2 separate regions of the Columba livia genome follow, and region 2 is linked to region 1. The links are chromatin contacts, called in public Hi-C maps. All regions are on one chromosome and are shown on one strand. The core of a region is the stretch at or near the end of the contact, and the rest is flanking DNA. Distances in the headings are between cores, read along the strand shown. Region 1 holds the start of GRAP2 (GRB2 related adaptor protein 2). Region 2 holds the start of CACNA1I (calcium voltage-gated channel subunit alpha1 I).

Region 1 (4,304 bases), core at 70-2,569:
AGTGGGTGGGAAAGTGCTGTCTGCTTGCATTAAAGTGGTTGCACTGTTGATAAGCTGCAAGCAGGCAAAGAGTTCACTTGGGGAAAAACACAAAGCATGGCAGGGCAGGAGAGACTCTTTTAAAGCACTTTTGTCTTTTGATAATCGCAGTAATAAGACCTCTAGTGGAAAATCTATACCTAATAAAAAGTTTAACAAGTCCAAGGAGATATTCAAGGCTACTGAGACCAATTGGTAAGAGCCTGAGACTTACTCACCAGCCTTCAATATGTTAATTCACAGTGCACCTGAGAGAAGAACATGGCCCAAAGCTCCACAGAGTTATACAAAAGCATTACTACTGACAAGACCAGGTGAAAATTTCTGAAGCTGGTGGTGGTAGCAGCCACTGTTCTTTCAGGAGGAAAAGGAGAAAGAAACAGTTCAGCTATTCTGGAATAGGCAACTGCAAAAAAAAAAACCAACCAACCTGCCCGAATCAGCCTTGCAATCACCAAGACTGGTTAGCCTGAGTTTCCACGGAAAGCATTTCTACCAGTGGCTTAAAGCAAATGATGAGGGCAGTTTTGATGGAAGGGTGCAGAGAAAGGCAAAGGCAGCGGGACAGAAGCCAGGGAAGCAGCTCCTGCAAAACACAGAGCAAGCTAAAGGAGAGCTTCAGTGCAGAACACAGGCTAGGAGAGACACTTGGACTTTTGGGCAGCTGTGTTCATGGGAACAGGACCTTGTGTATGTTCCTTTACAATAAAAAGTGCTGCACCAACGACAGGCTTTGCTCCGTTATCACTTATCAATTTGTGCACTCCTGAGCTAGCCACTAAGTTCCAGAGGTGGCACCAGCTGCTGGAAGGATTCTGGGAGATGCTGCCTCTTCTCCTGCATCAAGCACCATGAAACAAACACTAGCAAGGGAGAAGGCTGGCAGCATAACTCGGGGTCCAAGGGAGATAGAGCTGCCCCTCATGCTCAGCATCTCCAGCTCCAACTCTAGGTCTAGCTGAGGCCATTGGCATAGGGGTGCACGCAGGTTCCTCTCCCACACTACTAAAAAACATTCTTAGCGCAGCAACCCCTTGGTCTGGTCACACACGCGTACTGCTGTGGAAAACACCTCACTACCACTGCTTGTACACCCATGCCTGACCTGCTCAGAAAATACCATAGCCAGTGCAAGAGTGGTTTTCAGTCCCAATAACAGCAGGAGCCAGATGTAGCACCAGGAAAGGAGTCTGCCAGACCCCTCCCACCCCCCACCGCACAGGCATATGCATAAACTTACCTTTTGCTCCTTCACTAACTGTTTTATCACCATAGCAACTGTAATCCTAGGTCATGCAGCTAGAAAATAAAAAAATACAGTGTAAATGAAGATACACACTATCGCCAAACACAGCCTCAGTGGCAAAATCTAATTTTCATTAGACGTAACAGTGGTTTTGCATAATTATACATATATTAATGCCCAACATGCCCATCTTCAGTTAAAATTCATGAATTCAGTCCTAAATAAAAAGCATTGCTCACTGCAGGGTTTTTTTTTTTTTTTTAAATAAGAAAATGTTTCTAAAAGCTCAAGTCACACTTGCACAGCTTTTTCTTAATCCGAAGATTAACAGGGAAAGCAAAACATAAAGATTAAGTCAGCTCTCAAGTAGGAACATGGTATAAAACATAACAAGAAACTTTGCTACTTCTACAGTACAAGGAGTGAGAGTGAGCAATAAAAAAATTGGCCAGATCCTGGAGCATACCTGGAATTGAGACCTAAGGGAAGCATCTCACCGCTTTTCCCATTGGCATTTGTGGTGAAAGCGACTCAGCAGCATTATACTGAGAAGCAACAAACTGCTGCAAGTGACTGAGCACAGGTTTGGCTGGCACCAGAATTTACTACATAACTTGAGGTCAGTACTTACAAGAAGAGGTTTATTTACTCTGACAGCACAGATATGAGACTGCAGCACCAAAGGACAGCCCTGGCCAAAAAAGCCTTATGAAGCAAAGAAACCCATCTTCTCTGTCCTTCCTTTTTTATTTGCTCCTACCACCTTCATGTTCCTTCTTTACCCACTAAATGCAAGTGACCTGAGCCTGGTACCCTATTCCCCTCTTCATTACCAAGTTTCCAGGTGGGCCTTATCTGAGTGATGAGGAGCCCTTCCTGCTGGTCACACCTCACCTTCTCTGGTCCTGCATGTGGGACAATGCCTGGAGGGTGGTTATCGTCACTTCAGGCAGCAGGGACCTGGGTATGTAGTGGCTTTGGGACCTCACAGCAAGCTCTTGGGTTGCAAGCATGCACACAGCTTTAAGGATGTTTGCAAACCCCTGACCTGGTGCATGCTGGACTTGATATTAAAATAAATGTGGCTTCTTTAGGATGTGCCGCCTCTTTAATTGTATCAATATCTTAGCCAGGGAGTAAAGGGAAAAGCTACTACCTAGGTTTGTCTCCATGGAGTCTTATTTAATTCCTCACTATGGACAAGGCAAGGAGGATTGTGACAAAGGGGAGAGGAGGACTGGTCCTGAGGGAAAGATTTGGGGCTGGAGAAGGAGCGGAGGATGGAAAAAGAGAGAGATGGCAAAATGGATAGAAAGGAAGAAGAAGAGATGGAGAGAGGTCTGTTCTAACAACAATGGCAATCCCTACTGGCTGTCAATCTCCAGCTCCTCTCCTCTCTGTGCTGTCATTAGTACACAGCAGGATGAAAAGAGGCTGAGCACAAAGCTCAGCCAGTGGGGGGTAAAAAACTCTCTTTGCACCCTCTCTGGAGGAGGGAGAGGTAACACACCCCCTCTGTGTCTGAGCCCCTGGCCACGGTGTTGCTCATCCTCCCCTCTGTATCAGGGAGCCCTGGCTGACACGGACCTTCAGCAGGTGCACAGGGTCCAAATGTGGCCCCTCCACACCACTCTTTGAGAACCTCCTGCCCACGTGCCTCAGCCCTGGAAGTCTACTTGTTCATGAGGAAAAGAGAAATAGCAGCTCACTTCTGGTGCTGATGGCCACAAACATATATATATATATTAATGAACATAAACCTCTGGCTCACTTTGTTCTCCCTTCTCAAGTGGTGGCCCAGACAGAAAAGTTGCTTTTTAGAGATGCCAGATAGGGCCTGACAGAGGGTCCTACTGGGAAGGAGCTGGGAGGAAAGTGGGCAAAAAGCAAGCCAGCTCTTCCAGAACTGTGCTGTATAGCTGACCTATGTACAGAAAGCAAAGCAGACCTGCCCAGACTATGCACACCAGCGAGGTGCAGGGTGCTGCATGGGCTTTTTGCCCAGGATTGCCCACTGCCTGAGAATGTGACCCAGTCTTCTGCCTGAACAGAGCGCAGTGGCACTGCTAAAACCTCCAGAAAAACAGGGAAAATGTTCAAATGTCTCTGAGATAATATTTGTTGGTGGTCACAGGACAGGTATCGAGATGTGGTGGCTCCACATGGGAGGAAAGCCAGTAGTCCTAGTGTTAGATTTCCTAATCTGTAAAGAAGGTTCAAATCTTCTCTGAACTCGTAGAGGGAACAAAACCAGTTGCTCCTCTGATTTTTGTGTTCTCTGCAGTTACCACTTCTGACTGCCACAAAAAGTGAGCGGAACACAAAAAAGGGGAAATTAGACATACTTCAGATGGAGGAATGGGGAGGCCCCAAGTAAGACAGTTATGAGACGGGGCCATCAGCAGTAGAGTTGCAGCAGGTGAGGTGAAACTACCCTGGCACAGACCTATGTGGATCCCATGTCCCACATGCACTTGGGCACCTCATGCTGATGTCTTTTCCTTCTGTTCCTTCACAAATGAGTGCCCAGAGCACCTATGTTGAAGCAAGCTTGAGTTTGTGTCCACAGCCCTCTGTGGTCCACAGCTCTATGGGAGTAGTCAGAAAAGGAGTGTGAGTTTTTCTCCTGCCTTCCAGCACTTGTGATGTGGGATGGGATGTGAGGAGGCATGGGGCTCTTCCTGGGGGTGAGATGGGGTGGGACCCTGAAGTGACTGTGGAGGTCCCTGAAGGGAGTATCCATCTGTCCTCCTGCAAGAGCATGTAGCCAAAGTGATGCTGAAAGCTGGGGATGGGACTGGGGAAACTGGCTCAGCATAGACACTTGTCTCAGGCAAGGGGCATTAACATGGTGATGGTTTAAAAAAAGCAAGCCCTCACTCTGAGGGAGCTGAATGGCTCAGGGCATGTAAGGACCTGCACAAGCAGCCCCCATGTCAGACAGAAGGGACTTGTGACTGACCTCCCTCCACCATGTCCCCCATGGAGGCAAATAAATGTGCTCAGTAGAGAAAGGGAC
Region 2 (4,349 bases), core at 1,365-3,864, 200 kb after region 1:
GAGGAGACTTCAGCCAAGGTGGAGCTGAGGCAGGGATACACCAAGGCAATGTCTCAGCCATCGCAGAAGGCAGATAGGCAGAGCCTGCTGCCCCAAGTACTGGAGTCCTCTGTTCAGCCCTGTGCGCCACAGCATATGAAAGACAAAGACCTGCTGGAGAGAGTCCAGAGGAGGCCACAAAGATTATCAGGGGCTGGAGCAGTTTCCCTATGCAGACAGACTGGAAGAGTGGGGGTTGTTTAGCCTAGAGATGAGGAGGCTCCAGGCAGACCTTATAGCAGTCTTCCAGTACCTAAAGGGGACCTAAAAAAAGATGGGGAGGGATTCTTTATCAGGGAGGGTAGTGATAGGAGGAGGCATACTGGTTTTAAACTGAAAGACAGTAGATTTAGATTAGATATTAAGAAGAAATTATTTACTGTGAGGGTGGTGAGACACCAGAACAGGTTACCCAGAGAAATTGTGGATGTTCCATCCCTGGAAGTGCTCAAGGCCAGGTTGGATGCGGCTTTGAGCAACCTCATCTAGTAGAAAGTGTCCTTTCCCATGGCAGAAGAGTTGGAGTAGATGATCTTTAAGGTCCCTTCTAACCTAAACCATTCTATGATTCTGTAAGTGGGCAGAAAGAGGATCCGAAGGTTAAAAGTGAAGACAGGTCACAGGTATTGGAAGCAAACAAGAAGTCAGAGAAGAATGAGTTTCTGCTAACTCATATGACAGGCAAGCTTCCCAATCTTCTAGCTGCAGGGGATAAAAACAGGGGAAGGGCGAGAATGGCAGAATGTCGGTAAATCATTTTCAGGCACTGTTTTGCATCCTGGAAGAATCAAAATCACAACCCCTCAGGTGTGTTGGCTGAGGGGACCTGAAGGCTGGTTTCAAAGGCAGCCGCCCAGGGAAAGCTCATCTGCTTGCTGACAGCAAAACTCCCCAAGCAGCAGAGCTGGTTTCCACTACTGAGATGGTTTTCCAAGCAGCATGGGTGCTATGCGGAACAAATTGAAAGGTTCTCCGCCCCTCATATCAACACTACAGAGCCTTTCCAAAGGAGACACACACACACACAAAATCAGTTTTCCTTTAGACACCTTTTTGGCTCAGATCTAAGCCAAGATTCAGCTAGAATTAATTGCCTTAGCGAACAGCAATGCACTCCAATCCAATTCTTGTGAGGAAAATCTGATGAATGACTTCAGTTGTCTAGAAAAATGACATGCAGTCAAAGCCATATTTGAGGACTGAAGGATAGTGTGCGTCTCTGTACGGATGTATGGTTCCAGGGGTGATGGGGAGGTTTTCTTCCATCAGTCTGAGAGTGATGGGGGAGGAGAGCACAGCACTCCTTCAAATAGTTAGGAGAATCGTGCCACCATGATCAGAGATGCAGAAAGCGGGACCTACCAGGAAGGTACTGGGCAAAATGAAGCTATTTAGGCTACAGAATCAAGGGGCACAGTAACAGTCTTCATATGCATACAAGTTTGCTACAACAGGAGGAGAGTTCTCGACTCTTAGCGCCTACAGTGGACAGAAGAAGCAACAACAGGACATTTAGTGGTAAGCAGAGCAAAGGTGTACAAGGCACACACTGCTCGAGGGTGCAGGGGAACGTCCTGTACTTCAGGCCTTCAAAATCAGGTCAGCCCAAACCTCTGGGGAATGATGCATGTATTGATCATCCTGAGATGGATATGAAGTCAGTGACATCCCAAGGACCCTGCCAGGCCTGTCTTCTGTGATTGTCTCATCCCAAATGCCTGTGGCCACCACCGCAATCAAGTGTTGCTATTGTGGTGCTTTTTGGGGAGAAACAGCAGCTGTCTCTCCCCTGGCCATTCCTTCCCCAGCAATGCCCATTTATTTTGTCTTCCCGAGAGTCTCACAGAGCCCAGCATGTGTTTGCAACACATTGTGAATAATAACACTCTTATATCTCCAGCAAAAAAAACTGGGTCAGCTAAGGCACATGTCTGTGTACAACAGGGGCAGCCAATGCATCTGCCAATGAACCCTATGGTGCCACAAAATCCAACCCACCAAGCACACAGGGGTTATAAGGCAAGGTATTTCCATGGGGGGAAGAGGGGAGAGTTCAGATATAACTGGCAAAACACAAACATTTTGGGGACATTTCATAGGTGAAAGCATGAATAAAACAGGACCTGAGAGAGGGTTCTAACAAATCGCTCACACTAATGTCCTGGCCGCTGGGAGAGAGGGAGTGAATGCACAATCACCCCAGCTCCACAAGCTGCCTCCAGTGCCGCCGACCTGCCTGCATGCATATCAGAAAGGGCTGGATGCAAATAAGGCAAGAGACGCATACTTACCTGCTGTAGTCTGCAGAAGGGTGGCTGAGAAGTGACATTCAAGAGGAAAAAAGTGAGCCAAAAGCTCTGGCAAAGAGCAGAGACAAGATGAAAGCACAGCATGTTGCAAAACAGAGACTCTTTTAACTGCAGGGAGCTTAGAAAGAAAGGAGAGCCCTGTCTCACAAGCTGGAGCAGGTCCCACAGCTGGTAGGAAGGTCTCAGGCCACGGAACCCATAGGCTCTCAACTGGCTGTAGCACATGCATATGGATGCCAAAGCAACCACACTGCATTTAAGAAAAGCCAAGCTTGGGATGCTGGCCAAGAGACCAAGATGAGGCATGTTGATCCGTCTCTCCCCAGCGAGCAGGACCTGAAGTCACCACACGTGCACTTGTGTCCACATCCCTCTCTGCTGGGCCAAAATCCAGACTGAAATCAGACCCTCTGTCCCAGACAAAGCTGTTTGCCACAGCAAGGCAGCCAAAAGGGAGAGAGAAAAAAAGCCTCAGCAGTGGGACACACAGGCAGGAGCTGCCCAGCTGTTTCATCTGGCCATTTCTCTTGACATATTTCACAAAGGCCCAGTGACCAGCAGCAGGTTCCCTGAAAATGCTGTCCTATGTCATCTCAGCGTGGACCCATGTCCTGCCCATTAAGGTACAGCCCCCAGAAGACAGAGACCTGTCTGATGTTACCCACCACCCCTCAATCATCCCCGATCACCTCAGTGTAACAGGCCAGTCCCTCCTGAGGAGTGGATGGGAGACAGGAGAGAGCAGTTGCCAATTTTAACGTGCCCAGCAATAATCAGGCTGGCAAGGATGCGCAGAGCACAAAATCAGGCAGCAGAAGTACACAGGCAGGGAGCTGGAAATAATTACCATGATACTGTAACCAGAAGACACGAGGCCAAGCTATTTACCATACTAATTACTGTTTATCCCTGTTTATGGCTCCACATGGCAGTGGGACTGGTGGCCTGATTTGAGGCGTAACTGCTTAAAGGAACAAGCTCTGGGTGTGAGAACTATATGCCAGGTGGAGGGAAAGCCTCTGCTGAGCTGAGGACAGGGATGGACAAGCCACACATCCTTCTTTTCCTCTGCTGAGAGCTGGAGTTGGTGAAGGGAAGGCCCAGCTGGCTCTCCTGGAGCACAGTTATGGGGAAGTGCCCAGAGCCTGCTACATGCCATTTATCTGCTAATGCATCTCCATGTCTTCATCTCCCTCAGGTCTTTTTCTCCTACGCTATTTCTCTTGCATGTCACGACCAGATTAAAGATTTCCCCACAGTGTTCCTTAATGTTCCTCCTTATAAACTGCATCTGTTCCAACAAAATAAGATTTTTTCCTATATTAAAGCAGAGTTACTTTTCCGCGGCCATTTTCCCACATCCTTCCTCCCTCAACACCTTTACATGGGAAAAAGGGAGGGATCTGCCACAGACTGCCCAGTTGCCACCAGCAAAGGTGAGCGTTAGGATGAAGATTCAGGAGTTCATAGCAGGAGTCCCTGCTCCAAACCCTGGCCCACCGCTCCCTTCTGCGCACTCTCCTGCTGGGGCGTTGTGCCCAGCAGAGGCCAGGCAGCCTCTGCTGCCTCTCCTTACCGCCACAAAGCTGCCTTGACAGCAGCCAGATGTATCTGAAATTCTTCCCTAACCTTTTCTTTTTTTACCTTTCTTTTTTTTTTTTTTTTTTTTGTAATACTGTAGGCTATGCCCTGGGTGTCATCCCACACTTGCCAGTGGAAGGAAGACAGAAGCAGTAACCATGGACAGGAACTTATTATGTCGTGGGGATATATGTCTCTGGAGGTGCTGCTGAATCAGAGCATCCAGGCACAGGACACTGTTGACCTCTCCAAAGTCTGAGTCCATCACCCCTTTGTGCAGGGCTGATTCACTCTTCCCTCACACTGCTTGTCACTCCCCAGTCTCCCCTCCAGAAGCCATGCAGCTGGTGGACCTTGTCTCTGCTCTCTGCACCTTATTCTTCACCCCAGGAATTAAAACAGCATCTACTTCTCACAAAG

The links. Hi-C and Micro-C count contacts between places; a contact is called where the count stands out from the background.
Region 2: a Hi-C map of liver shows a contact between it and region 1, with 2.9 times the contacts expected there. The contact joins the promoter of CACNA1I here to the promoter of GRAP2 in region 1. A contact is called at or near these places in 2 of 2 Hi-C or Micro-C datasets (crop and liver).

Annotation. Positions count from the first base shown.
Region 1 is chr1:172,350,251-172,354,554 of bColLiv1.pat.W.v2, forward strand. It overlaps GRAP2 (GRB2 related adaptor protein 2), which reads right to left and starts at 1,320. Exons shown (of 8, transcript XM_065046826.1): 1 at 1,280-1,320.
Region 2 is chr1:172,546,695-172,551,043 of bColLiv1.pat.W.v2, forward strand. CACNA1I (calcium voltage-gated channel subunit alpha1 I) reads right to left here and starts at 2,615. Exons shown (of 38, transcript XM_065046868.1): 1 at 2,331-2,615.